Regions from separate parts of the Mus musculus genome. Here region 1 is linked to region 2. Evidence: chromatin contacts called from public promoter capture Hi-C data. All regions are on one chromosome and are shown on one strand. The core of a region is the stretch at or near the end of the contact, and the rest is flanking DNA. Distances in the headings are between cores, read along the strand shown.

Region 1 (3,084 bases), core at 27-2,526, 80 kb after region 2:
GAGGCCACATCATCTTGAATGCTTGCAGCAGCATGAGCATGCAGTCTGGGGCCACGTCTTCCTCAATTCTGAATTCCCACGGCAGCATATGCACGCAATGTAGGGGCCACATGCTTCTAAATGCTTGCAGCAGCGTGAGCATGCAGCCCAGGGACACAGCTCCCTGGATTCTATTACCAGGTCAGAGCAAAGGTTCCGGCCAGCACTTTGGGGCCAACAGCACACATCCAAGCAATCACAAGCTTAGGCTTAAGCTTTAGGTCTTAAACTGAAGAAGACCTGTGACATCAAGGAAGTGGTCACTGAGCTGGAATGGTCTGGGAGGTGGTTAGTTCATGGCTGGGGCCCTGCAACGCCCATGAGAATCAATTTACCCAGCACCATCCAGGAGAGCCACCATACCCAGAGGCCAACCTGAGCTCGGGGGCTATCATTGCTCACTTCCCAGGACACTAAGGCCTGGAGATGGGTGTCTAACTCCAAAGCTCACACAATAGTGAATGTGGAGAGAGGAGCCACAGTTCTGTCTAGGCACACCCAAGAGCCAGGGGTGTCCCACGGACTGGCTCAGCCTAAGGTCCAGCATGAGTCAGGGGAAACATTAGGACCCGAGGACATGCAGGGCCACACCAAGGTATAAAGGCTTGGGCTACACATCTGTGCACTGACTGCAGCCTGCGCTGCAGTCCCTCTGAAGTTCCAGTGTCTGAGCTGTTGAGGCTGGGGCAGGCTGGTCACTACCTCATTTCGGCTCCAGCTAAGCTGCAGAGCCTCTAGTTCCACGGCCTGTCCCCAGAGCTCCTCCCTTTGGGCCTGGAGGTGCCACTAGGTACCTCTCTGTGACAAGTAGAAGATGGTTCCAGAAGAAGACTGTTAACATGGGATTGTCTCTTCACCAGGGGACAGGGTGTGTGACACACAGAGGGCACAGTGGTGGGCCTCAGAGCAGTCTATACTTCCCTTACCAGCAGATAAACAGAATTTGAAACAAAGAGGGTTATCAGCCCCAGGGTCCCCACCCTACGTCTGTGCCTGCCTGTTCAGTCCCCAGGAGAAGGCCTAGGCACTCACTGTGGGACAAAGCCCAAGTGAGGCAAAGGAGGCTAGCCGGTGAGCCCACAGGCCACATCCTGTCATGGAAGCCTGATACGCAAGGGGCCATTCTCAGGAGTGACACAATAGGGTTTTGCAGAACTGTCAAAGGCCATTAGGAAGGTCATAGCCAGTAGCCACCCTGAGAATTGTCATCAAATAAGGAAGTACCAGAGGTGGCCCCACTGGCCTTAGAGTCCTTGAGCTGAATGCTACCACACTGACCTCGCAGCCAGGAGGGGGACACACAGGGACACATAGGAAGCTGGCCCGGAGTTGTGGGTTGATAGCCGCTCATCACACACCAGGTAGGGAGGGGAAAAGGGGGGCCACTGAGATGAGACCTGAGACATTAGTGCCTCCTCAGACTTCTCTCCCACTAGATTCTTCCTCTCCGGGGCAGCATCTGGCATTCAGGGCTGAAAATGCACTCAGGAGTCCAGGTCCCCAGTTAATGGATTTCTAACACCATTCCCCACCCCCACCCCTCAAGTCAGACAGCAGTACGCCACACAGGAACTACCCAGAGGCCCCAGGCACAGCGCTGGGATGGCTCTCCTACAGCACTCAGGAGGCTGAAGGAACTGCCTGAGACCAGTACCACAGGGCAGCTTGGGGCTGATACCGCATGACCAGCCTGCAACACTGCAGAAGTAGGCATACCCGGGAGCGGGCAGGGGTGAGGGTAAAGCCCACTGCACTTTGAGATCTTTAAAGTATTCTCAAGACCGTTTACCTTCATCTGGCTGGGGCTCTCTCTTCAAAACTCATCTCAGCCAGCATCATGGCATCCTGAGCAAGGCCCAGAGAGACGACACAAGCAGATGTGCAATCTGGCGTCATGTCTAGGCACAGCCCCATCCCAGGCAACTCCGAGATGCAGCTGCAGCCATTGGTGCAAGGATAGTAAGGGGTGCCAGGTGTCACCTGCTATCCAGATTGGAGTGTCCACTGTCCTGAGTCACCCTGTGCCAGGGACAGAGGGACAAGACCCTCATCCATGTGGCAAGGTTCCATGCACTGGTTTGTACTCGCTGGGAGGACTTTTTCCTGCTGGGTGGGGCTTCAGCTCCTATTTTAGGTTACAAATGTCTTTGCCTTCTGGGAGGGACCTTCTGCGAGTGGCCAGCACACTTCTGCAAGAAAGCCCTGGAAACTCTCAGACACACACACACACACACACACACACACACACACACACACACACACATCACTCTTCCACCTCAGACATAGGCCCATTTAGATTCTTCTAGGTCACATGGTCCAACCATAGCCCGCTTAAACACAGTGTGTGGTTTGGACGACTCCAGGCCAAATCCTGTTTTTCCTTAGGTACTGAGGGCGTCTGTGCCAGCCTGTCTTTGGAGAGTGTAGAGCAATGGAGGGAAGACTGGATGAACAGAGAGCATGCCCCAGCCTCACGGCAACCCCCCAGTGCTGACAGAGCGTTGTGTGGATTTCAGGCTGGCACAGGTGAGCACTGTTTTTATGTCCTGGAGAGGAAGCGGCCCTGCTTACCCAGCTTGTCCTCCTGCCTCTGAGTGACCAGTGAATGTACCCAGGGGCCACTCACAGCTGTGGGAAGTTTGTGCAAACCAATTTCTTTATGGGACAGGTCAGTTCTGTTACGTTAAAAAAGAAAGAGAGAGAGAGAGAGAGAGAGAGAAAAAAGAAAGAAAGAAAGGAAGGAAGGAAGGAAGGAAGGAAGGAAGGGAGAGAGAGAGAGAGAGAGAGAGAGAAAGAAAGAAAGAAAGAAAGAAAGAAAGAAAGAAAGAAAGAAAGAAAGAAAGAAAGAAACTCTAGCCTTCTGTATGGTGATGTAGCCTTTTCCTGAAGGGCCAAGGGTGGCTCTGGTCAGCTTTCACAGTGAATGGGAAAGGCCCAGGAGTGGTCAGACAGTACAGCTCATGTTGGCAGGCAGGGCTGTCAGGGCAATTGCTATGGGAGGACTTCAGCTCTGGGGACGGGAGTGGGGGATGGAGAGAGGCCGGC
Region 2 (2,939 bases), core at 149-2,648:
GCCAGCTTTCCTAAACAAGTTGAAAGGCAGGTCTGAGAGAGGGAGGTGGGGAGAGTCCACTGAGCCAGGCCAGCTGGCAGCAGTACCACATAGCACCAGGGAGGCACCACCCCGCTGCACCACCGTCAGGGCCCTGCGGTGCCCCAAGAGACCAGGAAAGGGCTACTTCATCTTGCCTACTTCCCACTGAAGCTTGGTCAATGTCTCCTCCCAGGGACACCAGGGCCCCTGGGGTGGCATGCACTTACTATTGGCTAGCAGATTCTCAGCCTCAGGCTGGCACTCTTCAGCCCAGAGGCGGGGATGTGGGGGAGAGATGGGAAGGAGGTCCTATTTACAGACTGCAGGCTTTCCGCCTGCATCTCAGGGAGATAGAGTTAAGTCCCCAAGGAATTGATTCCTGGTATGTTCTGAGGGGTTCATGCTAGGGCCCCCTGATATCCCTGAAATGCCCTGTCCCCACCTGCATACCCAGATAGGATCGGCCTGGGAGGGCCAGCTCTCAGAGCCTGCCAGCTGGTCAGAGAACCCGGCCCTTTTTCCATAGCCAATCCTGAGCCCCTGTGTTCTGGCCCCTACAAATCCTTCCAAACCTGGAGCAACCAAGGGACAAAGTCTGGAAGATGTCTGACATATGCGTCTATGACTCCCACCTGTCCCCGACTGTCCTGATCCCAGAGAAGCTAGGTAGAGAGAGCCAAAGGCACATGGCCAGAATGTCCTCACAGGGCCACCCAAGGCTCTGCATCCTCCCCCAGCCTTGAGTCTGTACAAGACGGTGGCCCCAGGCAGGGATGCCATGACGTCATCTCCAGGTAGCTGGGAACCAGGTGGACCCCATACTCCCTGGCAGACACCCTGGGCTCACTGGCCGCTTTCCTTGCAAGCCAACCGCCCCTGCTGATTTCCTCTTTTTTTTTAATACCCCGAGACGCCAAGGTTTCGCAAGGCTGGGGAGGGGAGGCGGCTGCGGGTGACAGCGTGACACGCAGCCCGGCGGGGGAGGGGAGTCGGCGGCACAGGTCGCACGGAGCCCGCGAGGTGCCCTCCGGATGCTGCGCCTCACCACTGCCAGTCCCTGACGCCGGCAGGTGCACCCGGGCCGCGCCCCAACCCAGCCAGGACCCAGCGCGTGGCGCGTCCCCATCCCCCGCGCCCCCCACGCAGTCCTGTCCACCCGGCCGCACCCCGCGCCTCCGCCCGTCCCGCACCTACCCGGGGCTCCGCAGTCAGCGCAGCGCGTGTTCCCCGGCCGCGTCAGTAGCTCCAGCAGCGCCCGGCGCCGCTCCCCGGCCATGGCTGCGCGGCCACCGCGCCGTCCCGAGCACGCCCGCCCCGCTAGGGCCCCGCGCCGCGCGCCCGCCGCCCGCCTTGCGCCATCGCCACCGCTCAGCCCGCGCGCCGGCCCCGATCGTGTCGCCGCGCGGGGCCGCCCTGAGCGGAGCTGCGCGCGCGGGGACCGGGGAGTAACGCACGGCGCGCCCGGGACGGCGCGGCCCGCGGGCGGCCCCCAGCGGCGCGGACAGGGAGCGGCCTCTTGGAGAGCCCGGCCTCAACGGGTCCACCTGGGGCGGGGTCGCAGGGAACCCGCGCTGCGGAAGGATGGGCCACCCAACACGCAAGCGTGCCTGTTGGGTTGAAGCTGAGGTCGCGGGCAGCTCAGGCTAGCCCTACCTATGAATGACAAATTCCAGTACTAAAAGGATCGAAGGGCTCCACCCTCACACGTGTCCAAGTCTATAGTCTCATCTCCAAGAGATAGGACAAGAACTGGCCACACCCTTCCTGATCTCTGGCCCGCTCCCTCCCAGAGCCGGGTGTCTGCTTCTTTAACTGGCCCTAGCATTTCTTTTCAAATTCCATTTTCTCCATTATAAACGCAATAGTAGCCATTTAGAAGCCAATGGCCACACCCAACTGAGAAATGAAAGCCATCTCCAAAGCCTCCTGAGAGTCTACTCCTGCTAATATGTCACAGCCAGGGTGTTGGTTGCTCTATGATTTGGCCCCACAGTGTTCCCTGCCCCGCAAAGGCCCCTGGGTTAAGGGCACAGTCCCCACGGTGATGCTATAGTGTGGTCAGGGCTACTGGGAGGAAGTTAGGTTGTTGGGACCCTAGCCTCTTCGTTATGCTCTCTCTTGCTTCCTGGGGAGGAAGGGTCCGTTTTGTCCCACCACGTATGTCATGCTGCTTTACTGCACATTGTCTTTCTGAGTGTCTACTTTGATGTCATGAACGTTTGCAATCCTGGCCGACTCCACCTGGTGGCCCTCTGCTGAGGCTGTTGTCTTGCCAGGGGCATCTGTCCCTCCTGACCTGGCTGTCATGCCATTGCAGAACTTGTTTTGGGATCAGGAGACAGAACATGCAACCTGCCCCAATGCACATTTTGGAGGTCTTGAGGCCGGTGGCGCTGTAGGCTTGTTGTTTAACGGATCTAATGTTTTTCTCCTGAAGCCTACTGGAGCCTGGCTCCAGACCTGGCACACAGCAGGAGCTTGGAGAATGAAGCAAAATGCAGACTGCTGGGGGCTGGGGAAGTGGTTCAATGGATAGAGAGCTTACCCAGCATTCACCGAGCTGCGTATTGTGTCCTCGGCACCACAGAACCTAGGAGTACTGACGGATGCCTCTACTCTCAGTGCCCAGGAGGTCGAGGCAGGAGGATCCGCTGTTCAAGGCCATCCTCAGCTACACATCTAGTATGAGGAGAACAACCTGGACTATACGAGACCCAGTCTTTAAAAACAAACAAACAAACAAGCAACAAAAATACAGAATCAAGACAAAAATAGACTAATGGTAGTAGTTGTGTCCCAGGTCTCTAGTAATCCAGTCAGTCTCAGACTTGCAGCAATCCTGCCACCGTCTCTTGAGTGCTCAAATAACAAGCATGGAGTGCCACCTATGCTTTCTTATTCAACCCCCATTTTATAGT

What was found. Capture Hi-C pulls out chosen DNA fragments and counts their contacts.
Region 1: a contact with region 2 is called in a promoter capture Hi-C map of pancreatic islet. The contact joins the promoter of C130050O18Rik here to the promoter of Adap1 in region 2. A contact is called at or near these places in 5 of 39 promoter capture datasets (the C10 cell line, the SN4741 cell line, liver and 1 more), 6 of 484 Hi-C or Micro-C datasets (B cells, the HL-1 cell line, brown adipocytes and 3 more), 2 of 115 datasets of contacts at active chromatin or transcription factors (the HPC-7 cell line and embryonic stem cells) and 3 of 9 other capture datasets (adipose tissue, liver and pancreatic islet).

The regions. Positions count from the first base shown.
Region 1 is chr5:139,404,008-139,407,091 of GRCm38.p6, forward strand. C130050O18Rik (RIKEN cDNA C130050O18 gene) reads left to right here and starts at 1,277. Exons shown (of 3, transcript NM_001384195.1): 1 at 1,277-1,400; 2 at 2,425-2,565. The coding sequence starts at 2,487. The region is part of intron 2 of 3110082I17Rik (RIKEN cDNA 3110082I17 gene); the gene reads right to left.
Region 2 is chr5:139,324,066-139,327,004 of GRCm38.p6, forward strand. Adap1 (ArfGAP with dual PH domains 1) reads right to left here and starts at 1,399. Exons shown (of 11, transcript NM_172723.4): 1 at 1,216-1,399. The coding sequence starts at 1,297.